Regions from separate parts of the Mus musculus genome. Here region 1 is linked to region 2. The links are chromatin contacts, called in public HiChIP or PLAC-seq maps. All regions are on one chromosome and are shown on one strand. The core of a region is the stretch at or near the end of the contact, and the rest is flanking DNA. Distances in the headings are between cores, read along the strand shown.

What was found. HiChIP or PLAC-seq counts read pairs in DNA pulled down with a chosen protein or histone mark.
Region 1: an HNF4G HiChIP or PLAC-seq map of pancreatic cancer cells shows a contact between it and region 2. The contact joins the promoter of Arhgef25 here to the enhancer-like site in region 2. A contact is called at or near these places in 1 of 39 promoter capture datasets (embryonic stem cells), 1 of 15 datasets of contacts at CTCF or cohesin (embryonic stem cells), 10 of 484 Hi-C or Micro-C datasets (B cells, the Ba/F3 cell line, the G1E-ER4 cell line and 4 more), 2 of 115 datasets of contacts at active chromatin or transcription factors (effector CD8 T cells and pancreatic cancer cells) and 1 of 9 other capture datasets (adipose tissue).

What each region holds. Positions count from the first base shown.
Region 1 is chr10:127,184,080-127,191,216 of GRCm38.p6, forward strand. It overlaps Arhgef25 (Rho guanine nucleotide exchange factor (GEF) 25), which reads right to left and starts at 4,693. Exons shown (of 15, transcript NM_001358557.1): 1 at 4,172-4,693; 2 at 3,029-3,243; 3 at 2,800-2,895; 4 at 2,004-2,080; 5 at 1,781-1,847; 6 at 1,496-1,599; 7 at 1,208-1,277; 8 at 1,004-1,093; 9 at 808-900; 10 at 584-634; 11 at 313-390; 12 at 1-133. The coding sequence starts at 4,268. It overlaps Dtx3 (deltex 3, E3 ubiquitin ligase), which reads right to left. Exons shown (of 6, transcript NM_030714.2): 6 at 6,299-6,960. The coding sequence ends at 6,885.
Region 2 is chr10:126,903,196-126,910,074 of GRCm38.p6, forward strand. No RefSeq gene overlaps it. Among named protein-coding and RNA genes, the nearest start is that of Atp23, 5.3 kb to the left of the region's middle. Within about 2 kb of position 2,521, at least 363 of the 459 cell types and tissues checked have an H3K27ac peak or open chromatin away from gene starts, as enhancers often do. A contact at or near this core is called in B cells, the Ba/F3 cell line, the G1E-ER4 cell line and 6 more, where this site is marked.

The DNA of each region.
Region 1 (7,137 bases), core at 3,443-5,942, 280 kb after region 2:
TGAAGATGATGATTTGCTCGAACAGGAAGACACGCCTCTCCCGACCCCGGGAAGAAAGCAGACCCCCAGCTTCAGGCTCTGTAACCAAGAATGTGTCCTGGCCCAAGAGCTTCCCCTGAGCAGTCAGTTTTCCCTGGAACCGAAGGACATGGCCTCTGAGAAGGCGCAACAAGAGTTTGAAAAGAGAATCATCAGCTTCTCTCCCCTCCCCCACGCCAACACGCCCAAGGAGGTAATTCCTCATAAGGATCCAGACTACTAAGACCTGAGCTCAAGCGCAGTTCACTGCTCTGCCCCGCCCCATTCCCGTACCTCAAATCCCCGAAGTCTCCCCAGGGACATCATATCATTGCATCGCTTAGGTACGAAACACATGACCTCCACAGCTTGCTGGGACACAGGTGAAGAGAGGCGTCATTGGACAGATTCGTTACTGGCAGGGAAGCTCCTTTTGAGAGAGCCTCTCCAAGAATCCCCACCCCGGGGGCCTCTCCCTGAAAGCAGACATCCCTGAACCACCCTGAGACTGTGGTACCCACAAGATGAAGAGGATGAGGCAGATACAGTGTCCTGGGGACCTCACCTCCAGCTCTTCAGTATCCTTCCCAGCTCTTCTGTAATACTTTAGAAAATCCTATAACATAAAGAAGAAAGCTCTGTAGAGCCCGTCCCCAGCCAGCTGTATCCCCAGGGAGAAGGGTGATCCTGTTCCCAGCTCTGCCCCCCAGAGACAAGGGTAGTTTTGCCCCCATGGAGAAGGGTGGTCCTGTCCCCAGCCATGTCCCCAGGGACTAAGGTGGTCCTGACCTTCAGCAGCAACTGGTATTTCATGATTCGCTGCACTGGTTTAATGAGGAGGTCATTGAGCTGCAGTCGGTGTCCCAGCTGCTGCCTCAGCTCCTGGGGACAGGGACAGGGACAGGGACAGGGCAGTCATGTAGCCTGAAAAGTCTATTCACGCTGATCCTGTTCTTCTTTCCCCCAAGGCACCTCAGCCACTGACCTCAAAGTAGCTGTCCCCAAACTCTGACAGCACATGCTCTGACTTGGGTTTATTCTGGCAGTACACCACATACATATGCAGTCGGCGCTCCTAGCAGGGATCACGTTGAAGAAAGTGGGGGTGGGTGGTGACAAAAGAGAGCCCATCTCCACAGAACCCAGACTCACCCCAAGCCCTTCTTCCCCTGTTAAGGCCCAGCCTCACATGTTTGATGAACAGCTGAGCCAACCAATCGGGATCTTTCAAACACTGCTGCAGCTCCTGCAGGAAGTAGCTGGAAGAGTTGTGAGAGGGAGAGAAGCACCTCACACACTCCTCAGAGCGCTCACCTCCAAACGTCCCAGACTTTCAGCTACACGCCCTAGTCGCTCTCCCTACAAAACCCCAGTGGCTCCTTGAATCACATCGGACCCATGGTTCCAATACGGAGTCTAGGATAGACTACCAGAGAGCGCTCTTCCCCTGCGCCTGGCTCAGGGCTCCATCACTCACTCTCGGTGCCACTCATAGATCTGCTGAATGTTCCCAAACACAATCCTGTCACGACCTCGGAGACTCTCAGGTACCCCCTGAGTAGCCATGGTAGCCATGTAACCCTGTGGGAAGGACGAGATGGGACTATGATTACGTAAGCTCAGCCTCAGGTCGGCCCTGCACAAAGTCCAGAAGTAGAGGGAATCTGTAAAGTGACCAGAGGGAGCGACCTATCTGAAAAATATCCCCAGGCAGAGGGAAAGGGTCAGTGGGCCACGGCTCGGGAGGAGAAGCGAGAACTACCTCTACGATCTGTCCCAAGTCGTCCACATATGTTCTTTCTGTTTCCACCAGCTCACCCAGGACAAACCTAGAGAGCACAGCATGCCTTCACTTTAGAGTGTGGCTACATCCTTAGTTTAGCCTGTTCTTCTTGCACTAAAAGAACATCACCACAGCCCTCTCAGAGGGCAGTAAAATGTGAGGGATCTTGGGGAAGTTCAACCGAAGTGCCCTGTGAACTTACATACTCCTTTCCAGAGCCATCTTCTTCTGCTCTTCCTCATTCTTGGGAGCTTGGGACAAAGTTTCCTCTTCAGCTGGCTGGAAGGTAGGAAGTGGACAAACAGAGGATTGAATACCTTTCACTAAGAACCTTCTCAGATCTATTCTTTTGATGGTTTTAAGACCTGTTTGTAGCCGGGTTGTGGTGGGGCAGGCCTTTAATCCCAGCACTTGGGAGGCAGAGAGCAGGTGGATTTCTGAGTTCGAGGCCAGCCTGGTCTACAGAGTGAGTTCCAGAACAGCCAGGGCTACACAGAGAAACCCTGTCTCGAAACAAAATAAAAAATTAAAAAAAAAAGGACTTGTTTGTAGGGTCTACATAGGTACATCATCTACATAGATAGAGTCTATGTAGTTCTGGCTGTCCTGGAACTTGCTGACCTTGAACCTACAGACATCCTCCTGCCTCTGCCTCTGGAGTGCTGGGATTGAAATTTATTATTATGATTATGATGATTATTACCATTTTTACATTATGGGGGGCCATGTGTAGATACCCACAGAGACCAGAAGAGGGTGCTGGTGGTTTAGAGCTGGAGATACTGGTAGTTGTGAATCATGTGACATGGATGCTAAGAACTGAGGTTGGGCCCTCTGGAAGAGTGGGCAGTATCCTTAGCCACTGAGCCATGCCTCTGGTCCCTCACTGATTGATTTTGAAACGTGATTTCATACAGCACAAGAGAGCATGGGACTTGATCTGTAGCTGAGGCTGGCCTAAACAGGTGCCTGTCACACGCCCAGTTCTATTTCTTCACCTGTGCCTTGTCTCCAGGACCCTCCAGCAATGTAGTCAGTAAGGTCAGTTCGGGCAGCTCTTGTCCTGTGGTTAAAGTTGGCTCCAGCGTCCAGTTCTGGACAGAGAGAGATCAAGGGCAGACAGAGCCAGTGACTGAGGTGGTCAACAGTAGATGGGTTCCCCAAGGGCCAGTGACCCCAACCTGCACTCTTTCCCAGGGTCCTTCTTCTGTGGGACTCCCTGCTCACCTCACATTGTCCGGTCTGACCACTCTCTGCCTCAGTTTCCACACTGAGACAATGTTTGGAATGATCCAACCATCTCCTCAGGCCAGTTACTGGTCCAGGGGGAATCGGAGAACACGGATCAGAGCTGAGGCCAGAGCTGGGGCCAGACAGGGCAGCCAGCCCCGAGACAGCAGACGCTGACATGCTCCCCTCACTGACGGCAATAGAATAGGATTCTGATGGGAGGAAAACGACATGAGTGGATGGACTCTGCCCCCCACCTCGGGAGTCCTAGGGGAACCCCCATGTTGTCCTCTCCATGATGTTCAGCCCGTCTCCCAGGGTCCCCTCATTTGCCACCCTCCTTTGGGTTGGCCAGGATAGAAATCTTTGCAAAGGCACTCTGGGGAGGAGGGACAGTAAGCTCCCAGGCCCGTGCTCCTCCAGTTCCATGTGAAGGTTCCCCATATCCTGAGCATAGCACAGATATGCGGGTGGGGGCAGCCATCTGGGCAGACACTGGAAACTGGGGGTAGCCATCTGCTTCCCTACAACACTCCCCCTTGCAATAGGTACAGACCATTCTCCCGGAGAGGGGTGAGAACAAAAGAACGAGGCTGTCTGCCACCTCCAGCCCCTCTCCTCCCACTCCAGTAATTACTATATATATTGTTTTGGACAGCCCCCCTCTCCAGCGCATGCACATACCCAACCCAGGGGGCAGTGAGGACAGCTCAGCGGGGCTATCTTTGGCCAGCAATTGGGAAGAGCTGCAATGTGAGTTCTTATAAAACCCTTTACAGGTAGGTAGATACCCCTCGCCCCACCCCCAGCCCACCATTCCTCTGCTCCCTTTTCGGAAGATATTCAGCCAGTGTGATCTGAGACACAAGGTTCTGGGCATCAGGCGATCACCAGAGAATTTTCCCTCCTGGCTAGCTGACTAAAGGAAAGAAATGGGTCCTCTGACCCTTCCTCAACTTCCTCAACTTGAATCAGCAGGAATCTAGAAGTGGAAAAGGACCTTAGATATTCTCTGTTAAATCATTTTTTTTCTGGAAAACACCCGTACATGCTCCAGCCCTAAAGCCCTAGGGCTAGAGTAAGCAGATGCCCTAACCCCAGCTCAAGCTCAATGCTGGCCCCCTCAGACCTCGCACTCACCACGTCCCCCCCGGGAGAAGCAGCAGCCGCATTTTGCCAGCACTTTTCGAATCACACGGGGACAGGCACAGCGACCCCCTTTGTGACCCCCCCGCATGGCGCCCGGGGCCCCCCGCACCCCCCACCCGGGCCGGCCATGCAGGGGGAATCACGGGGGGCGGGGCGGGGCGGGCGCAGGGCGCACACCCCCCTCCCTCCCTCCGGGGTCCAGGCTTGGAGAGGGGGGGAGAAAAAGGATGGGAGGCGGGGGTCCAGGAGTAGACGGAAGTCGAGGCAGGGGAGTCTGGAGGGAGGGCCGTGCGGGGCTGGGCCGCGGAGTTGGGCGGGGAGGGTTTCCGGAACCCCGGCGGTGCGGGGCCCAGGGTCCAGATGTCCAGCCAGAGGAAGGGGTGATGGGGGAGGCCCGGCCGGGATGCGACAGCCGCTCCAGCTCCGTCTCCGGCCTCGGCTTAGGGGTGGCTCTAGGCCCGGGCAGGGAGGTGCGGGGGCCGATTCCCAGAGCCACTGGAGCCGCGCGGGTCCGGGCCGAGCGGCGAGCGGAATAACAGGCCGGGCCACGGTGCTGCCGTGGGGCGGGGCCTCTGCGGCCAGGCTCCGCCCCTCCGCGCTTCCCCAGCCCCCTCCCCCAGGCACCTCCACGCTTGCAGTCCGGGTCCCCAGACCTCCGCCCCTCCTCCCAGGCCTGGGCTCCCTCTAGCATCCCAGCTGCAACTGCGGGGCTCTGGGTTGGGTGGGCGTGAAGGCTGGAGGTGGGTCTGCCTTGCTCGCCCCTTGGACTCTAAGATGAAGAATTCGCAGGATGGGGCCTTGTTGTGTGTGAATGGTTCTGAGGTTCTGGCTGTCTCCCCCGCCACCCCTCACCCCCATGCCCCGAGTAGGGCTTGTGTGCCTGGGGAACACTTTGTAGGGAACACAGCCCAGGTGCCGCCCTCTCCCCCGACCCATCTTTCCTCCAGGCCCCAGAACTCCAGCTAAAACTAATCACCAATTAAGGCGAAGTCCGGGCGCCTGGGCTGGCCCAGGGCCAGGGGTGGGGCGCGGGGACACTCCACTCCGCCTTCGGGGGCTCGGGACCCGCCGAAGTGAGGACACACATCGGGCTAGAAGAGAAGCGTGGTGTCTGCGATTTAATGGTCCCATGCAAATTAGGCGCAAGCCTTTATGCTAATATGAACAGAATCTATCTGAAGTCACCACTTTGCGCAGGATGGCAAATTGTGCCCCACCCAAGCCCAGCTTCTTACCGGGCTGCGGAGCCCAGGCGAGGACCTCAGGTTCGCGCTGCCCTGTCTGATCCTCCTCGATACAATCACTCTCTGTCTTGGTACTCCCAGGCCCTAAGGGATCTCTCTCCGGGGGCTGCCGAGACAGAGTCACTGTAAGGACCCTTTCCTAGGCTGCCACGACCTCCCCCTTCTTCTCTCCCTCCTGTCAAAATACACATTACTCTGAAAGCGTCAACCAGAACTTGGCATATGGCCCTCGTAACTGAATTTATGGATCCTTGCGACTGCTCCATATAACTTTTGTTTGCGGGGAAACTGAGTCGTGGAGTGCAATTCTCCTAAAGTCCTCTAAAGACCCCCCCGACCCCACCCGCGGTCCCTCCTCCTTACCCCCTCCTGCCCGGGTACGGCGCATGCGCGCAGCATGCCACCCATGACCCCCAGTATCCGGTCAGTGCGGCCAGGGGTGGGGCGGTCCGGGGGCTTCATGCTGGACCCCTACCCTGCTTCAAGTTTCAGGGCCGAGGGGCCACGGAAGCTGGGGGGCTCTGAGGCCTGCGTGCGTCCGGGGAGTTGCTACTGCCGAATCCGCCCCCCTGCCCGGCTCCGCCCCGGCTCCCACCGCAGCCAAACTTCTCAAAAGGGGTAGGGTTGTTCCCTTCTCCACAAACGTAGCTGAACCACAAACAAACCCCTCTTAATCCTGATTCCATCAATCCAAGTGTGGCCTAGGGCTTTGCAGGGTTATTGCAACGCCCAGCGTTAGCTCTGCCAGAGGAGAGTGACTCCTAGGAAGAGAAAGGGTCCATTCAGGCATGCAAGGAATCCCCATTACCCCATCTCCTCAGCGGGTCCACACCCCACCCCCACCCTGTCCGAGGAACAGAAGACGGGTGTGGCATAGAGTTGCATATTTCACTTTATTTTTATTAAATTAAAAGCTACAGTCTGGCAGCAATTCCAGATTTGGGGGGGGGGGGCGGTGAGGAGGCTCCTTATAGGGGCAGAGAAGAGCGAGAGACAGACTGACAAAGACAGACACGGGAGAGAAAGGGTCCGTTAAGGTAGGACTACTGTTATCTTAACACACAGCTGGCTGGGGGAGGCAGCTAATATCAGTCCAAGGTGAGACAGTATTCAGGGGCTGGAGTTCCAGAGACCCCATCCTTCCTACCCAGGTCCTTTCTCAGCTTAGTCACTGGAGCACGGTACATACCAGGAAAAGCCAAGGACACTGGAGAAGCAGGGGCAGAGAAAATATGTACACGGAGTGAGGGGACGGGAGCCTTGGAAAACAGCCTCTGCTGGAGCACTTGGCCAGTGGGGGGGCAGGGGAAGGGACCATGTCCTCTTCCCCTCTGAGTTCCCACCCCAGTCAGACATATCCCCTCAAGGATGGTGTGGGGGCAGAGAGAGGCGGGGGGAGCAGAGGCTTCCGTTGGATCCTAGTAGAGGACAGCGGGGGGCCTTGGCAAAGGAGCTGTCCCTCAGTCGTCTGTGATACCCTTGGCTCTCAGTTCCTCTTGCACCCTAGTCAGGTAGGTTGGGTCCGGATACCCAAACCTGGGGCAAAGAGAAATGAGGATCAGAGTTAGTCGTTTGGACTTGATCGTCCTTACCCACCCTCATTTTGAGTGGCTCAGTTGGGGCCAAATTCAGACCCCTCCCACTTCCCATGAGGAGGGACCTCCAAAACCAAGATAACCCAGCCAGAATATGCTTTTTGGGTGGGGAGGGGAG
Region 2 (6,879 bases), core at 1,271-3,770:
TACACCATACCTGCCTGGATGCTGCCAAGTCCTGCCTTGATGATAATGGACTGAACCTCTGAATCTGTAAGCCAGCCCCAATTACATGTTGTCCTTATAAGACTTGTCTTGGTCATGGTGTTTGCTCACAGCAGTAAGACCTGAGACAACATCTAAAACAAATAAACAAAGGCACGTTAGAAGAAGGCTGAAGAGATGACTCACCAGGGGAAAGCAATTGCTCTTGCAGAGGACCTGGGATCAGTTTCCAGCACCCACATAGTAGCTTATATCCATAACTCCAGCTCCAGGGGACCCAGTGGCCTCTTCTGACCTCTGGATGTCTTAGGGTTTCACTGCTGAGAAGAGACACCATGACCAAGGCAAGTCTTACAAAGGAACGTATTTAATTGGGACTGGCTTACAGGTTCAGAGGTTCAGTCCATATCATCATAGTGGCAAGCATGGCTGACGGCAGGCAGACATGGTGCTGGAGGAGCTGAGAGTTCTACATTTTGATCTGACTGCAGCCAGGCGGAGGGTCTGAATCACTCTGTAAAAAGGCTACATGTCCTCCCATAAGGCCACACCTCCTAACAGGGCCACTTCCCATGGGCCAAGCATATTCAAAACATTGCACTGGGCAGCAGTGCAGGCAAAGCACTCATACACATAAAACATAATCTATATATAGAAAGCTTTTTGTTAGAATGGTGATGAACGAACTTGTGGAAACTGAGTCATTCAAATATTCAAATTCAGCGTGGTTAGTTTGGAATGCTAGAGAAAAGTCAGTAGACATGGTACAGACCATAACCTGTTGTTCTCCTCTGCTTCTCTGTTGCTGTAACCAAACACTGACAAGAAACAACCTGAGGAGGGGGTTCACGTCACCTCTCACGGTGTACTGCACCATCAGAGAAAGTCAAGAACTGAGGAAGGAACGGAAGCTGACACCTCAGCAGAACACCGTTCACTGACTGCACAAGAACACCACTTACTGGCTTGCTCCCACGGCCTTCAGCCTGCTTAACCTACTTCTCTTGTTGTCTTATTTTGTCTTATTTTGTTCTGTTTTGAAGCAGGTTCTCACTATCTCAACCAGGCTGACCCAGAACTCTATATAGACCAAGCTGATCTCAAAGTCACAGAGATCCACCTGCCTCTCCCTCTGGAGTTCTGTGCCACCATACCCAGACCTCAGCCTGCTTTCTTATACAACCCAGGACCACCTTCCCAGAGGTGGCACCTCCCACAGTGGGCGGGGCCAATCTGATGGAGGCATGTCCCTGAGTCCCTCTTCTCAGCTGTGTCAAGCTGTGTCAAGCTGACAGCACACCGCGTAGAAAGAGGTCGAGATTCTGCTTGAAATATTACTCAACTACACGGATAAGCAAAAATGCAAACTAAGAGATAAAACTAAAATGCAATATTATTCCAGAAAACATTTTTCAATACTCATTACTAAAGGAACAGGAAGAAAAAAATAGAAGTATATCAAAATATCAGTGGGGGTATGCGTGTGTGTGTGTGTGTGTGTGTGTGTGTGTGTGTGTGTATACTTGAGGGCTTGAGTGTGAGTGTGTCACAGCACATATGTGGGGTTGAAATACGACCTCAGATGTCCACACTACCGCCCGAAGCCTTACATATGACCTCCAGATCCAAGCTCAGGTACTCACGCTGACACCTCAGCGCGCTGCCCACTGGGCCATCTCCCTAGCTCCTAAACTTCCTACTGTCCTACAATCACCGTGCAATACTTTATAATCACAAAGATTAACTTTAAGGGGCTAAATGGGCTTTCAATGCTACATGCATAACTTCACTTGACCCTGCTGACTGTCAAGCACACATATCCTATTTTAGGGAGTGGGGAATATGGTCTGATTGTTTGATTCAGGACTTTTACTTTTTTTTTTCTTAATATTAAGTGGCGGGCTAGAGAGATGGCTCAGTGGATACAAGCACTTACTGATTTTATAGAGGTCACAGATTCGATTCCCAGAACCAAAATGTGGCTCACAACAGTCTAAAAGTCCATGGTCAGAAGACATGACGCCCCCTTCTGGCATATTCGAGCACTGCACGCACGCACTGTGCATTCCTACACATAATCTTTTTTTTAATTATTTATTATTATTTATACGAGTACATCGTAGACACACACCCAGAAGAAGGCATCAGATCCCATTACAGATGGTTGTGAGCCACCAAGTGGTTGCTGAGAATTGAACTCAGGACCTCTGGAAGAACAATCATTGCTCTTAACCACTGAACCATCTCTCCAGCCCCCATAAAATATTCTTAAGAGGAAAAATTAATCCCAGCACTCGGGAGGCAGAGGCAGGCGGATTTCTTAGTTCTAGGCCACCCTGGTCTACAAAGTGAGTTCCAGGACAGCCAAGGCTATACAGGGAAACCTTGTCTCGAAAAACAAAAACAAAAAGAGGAAAAAACACTAGATACTGATCTAAGGGCGGCCCGCATGCTAGGCAAGCTCTCTACCGTTAAGCAACCACTACAGCCCAGTTCCGGATTTTTCTGGTCAAGAGGACACACTGTGATCTAGACCGCAGGGATCAGGAGTCAAGCCACGCGCCCTGCGGTAGTTTTGCAACCAGCATCTGATCCACTTATCCAGCGTCAACAACAATTCGGGGAAAACATAGCATTTCCTTATTTCGCTAATAACTGCGAAGGTTCGGAGCGAATCCAATCGCCCGAAGCTGCGCAGGAAAAGTGCCACACGCTGTCCACCAAGCGGCCTGCCAATACTCGCTTCCGGAAGGAGCCCTAGTACCGGAAGTAGGCAGGCGCGCGGAATTTTGGGAAGAGTTGACCTGGCGCTTTAGCTGTTACCAAGGCAACCGGAGGCGGGCCCGAAAGGCGGAGAACTTCCCTTCTGCTGGTAGCTTCTCGCTGTCTCTGCCTCCTTTTTAAAAATATAAATTGAGGATTTTTTTTTAAGTTACAGACCACTGTGTTCTAATGTAAAGTATTCTTTTTTCAACTGTGCAAGTTAAAAAAAAAATCGTTAGCTATCCAGTTACCCAGAGGCAGAGTAAAATTACCTATCATGGTTTTTTTCCCCCCCCCCCCGTCTATAGTAACATTTTTGCATTGTCTAGCTGATTTCAGGAAACTAATCTTGCTCCTTTCATATATGTATGTGAATGTTGTAACTATAACTCTGATATTAAAATCTCCGAGACAAAAAGATATTGAGGCCCCAGTGTAAATCTGATTGTCCCGAGTTTGAATGCAGCACATGAAGACATTTCTTTCCAAGAGGTTTGACCGTAAAGGAAAAAAGATGTCAGTAGCCTGAGAAGAGTAACAAGCAAAAGAAAGAAATTGGAATTGTTCCAATTTATAGAAGCAAGGCCCTGACTCATAATAAATACAAGAGAAGAAAGAACCCATAGAAAGTTAAAAGATAAATAAATAAGTACCAAAAAAAAAAAGAGGTAGTTAATGGGTGGACTAGCCACCTCACTTCATCGCTACACAGGAAATGAGGTGCCATCAAGTCTGTAAACTAACATTAGAAAGGACCTTGGGAAAAAGGATGCCAAAGTGAAGTTGGCTGGTTAAGAATGAAAACCTGAGGACTGGAGAAATGGCGCTATGGTTAAGAGCACTTGCTGCTCTTCCAGAGGACCCATGTTAGATCCCAGCACCCATATCAAGCGGCGTATAACCACCTGTATCACCATCTTCATAGGCCAGGTGAGGTGGCGCTGGTCTTCAGCCCCAGCACTCAGGAGGCAGAGGCAAGTGGATCTCTATGAGTTTGAAGCCATCGAGGTCTACACAGGAAGTTTCTAGGCCAGCAAGGGCTACACAGTGAGACCCTGTCTCCAGATAGACCAGCAACAACAGGGTTGCCAGAAAGACATTCAGTAGCCAAGATCTCCATCTGCCCTTTGACAGGACTAGGGCTAGGTTCCCTGCAGTCAGCTACTCTATCACTCCAGGTCCAGGGGATGGCTCCTCCTTCCTCTGCCATCCTGATCTGCGTACCTTGCTCATCAGGCGTGAGCAAGGTACGCAGATGTAAATGCAGGCAAAATACCCATACATGTGAAATAAAATTTTGTTGGAATTTTCTGAGAAAATTCTCAGATGTAGGAGGAACTCAGAACCAAGTACTGAAGAAAATATGTTCCAGGCTGCTGCAGATGTCCTTAATTCAAAGGATATTTTGTGAAAAAATTGTGTGAACTCAGAGCCGGGAGCAAGAAAGGATGGTTGAATGGATTTATATTGTGGATTTAAAATAAATAAATATGCCCATAAACATAAATAAGACTAAAAATAAATATAATAAATGTTTTAAAGCCAGGCATGGTGGTGAGCTCTCGTGATCCCGGCCCTGAGGAGACAGAGGGAGGCGGCTCCCTGGGGTCACTGGCCAGCCAGCCTCACCTAAGCTGAGACTGCCAGACCAGTGAGAGTCCTCTTCTCAAAAATAAACACATATACACACCTCTGTCCAATATACACACAACAATACACACACACATTCACACAACACACATACATACACAAACACACACATACACATACATACATTCACACAACACACATACATACACAAACATACACAACACACACATATATACACAAGCACACATACAGAAACATACAACACATACATACATACACACACACAAACATTCACACAACACGCACACCACTAAAATACTAAAATCACCAGAATATTTTGGGAAAGAGGTGAGTTTTGTGGGCCAAGGGAAAATTTATTCTTGTGTAGCCTGTTCAGCTGTTAAATTTCAAAATTCTCTAGGATTTAGTGAGGAAAGGGTATGGGCATAAAGGACCAGAATTTAGGGAAATAAGAGAAGACATAGAGATGAGGCAAGCGAAGCTGGGTCTTGATGATACATGGTAGTGCATCATACAAATACTAGAAAATGAACTGACCAGGAATTAAAGGTGTAAGTCTTTTCTTTAAAGATGGGAAGCCTTAAAGGTGTAGTTGGTACACGCCTTTAATCTCAGCACTCAGGTGGCAGAGGCAGGCAGATCTTTGTGATCTCTACAAAGCAAGTCCAGGACAGCCAGGGCTACACAGAGAAACCTTGTATTAAAAAATAAATAAATAAATAAATAAATAAACAAACAGAAGGAGGGAAGAAGAGGAGAAGGAGGAGACATATTTCTTATCCTCGCCTTTAAATCCCTCTTGTTTTTCTTTTTTTCTTTTTACAATATTCAGTCCTATAGCCTAATGAGTGTTACATAATAAATAGGCTCTCTTCATCCCTCTTAGGAAACACCTCCTGAGCCAAGAGAAGCCAGATTGAACCAGTCAGCTTGGAGAGGAATTTGAGCCAAAACAGCTGAGTTGAACCAGCCAGCCAGAGTTCAGAAAGAGCTAGACAGGAAGAGCTTATTCAGCAGTAAGCCTCCAAAAGGACAATTACATCAAGGAAATAAAAGTAGGGTTTACACTGACTTAAATATATCCAAAATCATTATTCCAGTCTATACATCCTAAAATGTTTGCATTACCCAAACTTTAGGTGGGGTTGATGGATCTTAATCGATCTGTGTCCAGGAATTTACATCAAGTGGATCTGGATCCTTCAGGTGTGTGTGTGTGTGTGTGTGTGTGTGTGTGTGTGTGTGTGTGTGTGTGTGTGTATGTGTGTGTGTATGTGTGTGTGTGTATGTGTGTGTGTATGTGTGTGTGTGTATGTGTGTGTGTGTGTATGTGTATGTGTGTATGTGTGTGTGTGTATGTGTGTGTGTATGTGTGTGTGTATGTGTGTGTATGTGTGTGTATGTGTGTGTGTGTGTGTGTGTGTGTGTGTGTGTGTGTGTGTCACTTAGAGGATGCCACTGCTTCAGAATGACTGTTGTTACATGTTTATCTTCCCTGCAAAATGTGTCTTTGTTTTACCCACAAATCTTCATGTGGTAAGAAAATAACTTTTTTCACTCTTAGAAACTGTGACACCAGGAAACAAGGAAACTATATATAATCAGTCAGACAGCAGGCAGCAGGTGTTTCTCAGGTCTGATTCAGCACACTTCTTCCCATTGCCATGGTAACATCTCTGACAAGAGCGATTTAGGGTAAAGGGGCGTACCCTGTTTAGGTTACAGTCCATCACTGCAGGGAGTTTCAGTGGCAGGAGCTGAAGAGGGCTGGCAGCACAGGATCCCTAGTCAGGAACCTGAGAGCAAAGAGTCCCTGTGCTCAGCTCCCCCTCTCCTTTCATGCAGCCTAGCACCCGGTTCATGAACTGGCCCTGCCCACAGTTAATAGATATAATCTCATAACAAATATGATCCCCCCCCTTCACAAGCATGCCTGTGCTGGTTTGAGTGAGAATAGCCCCCATAGGCTCATATATTTGAATATATGGTCCCCAATTAGTGGAGCTGTCAGAGAAGGATTAGGAGGTGTGGCCTTGTTGAAGAAGGTGTGTCACCTAGAGTGGGTTTTGAAGTTTCAAAAGTCCATGCCATTCCTAGTAAGTGCCCTCCCTCTCCTCTCTCTCTCTCCCCCTCCCCTCTCCCTCCCCCTCCACCTCTCTCCCTCTCTCCCTCTCTCCCCCTCCCCTTCTCCCTCTCCCTTTCCCCCTCCCCTTCTCCCTCTCCCTCTCCTCCCTCCACCTACACCTCTCTCCCTCTCTCCCTCTCTCCCTCTCTCCCCCTCCCCCTCCACCTCCACTCCTCCTCCCCTTCCCCCTCTCCCTCTCCCCCTCCCCCTCTCTCCCTCTCTCCCACTCTCCCTCTCTCCCTCTCTCCCCTCCCCCTCCCCTCCCCCTCATGCTTGCTGCTTATGGATAAGGCTATGAGTTCTCATTTACTGCTGTCACGCCCCCTGCCATGATGGTCATAGACTCTAAGCTCCCATAAACT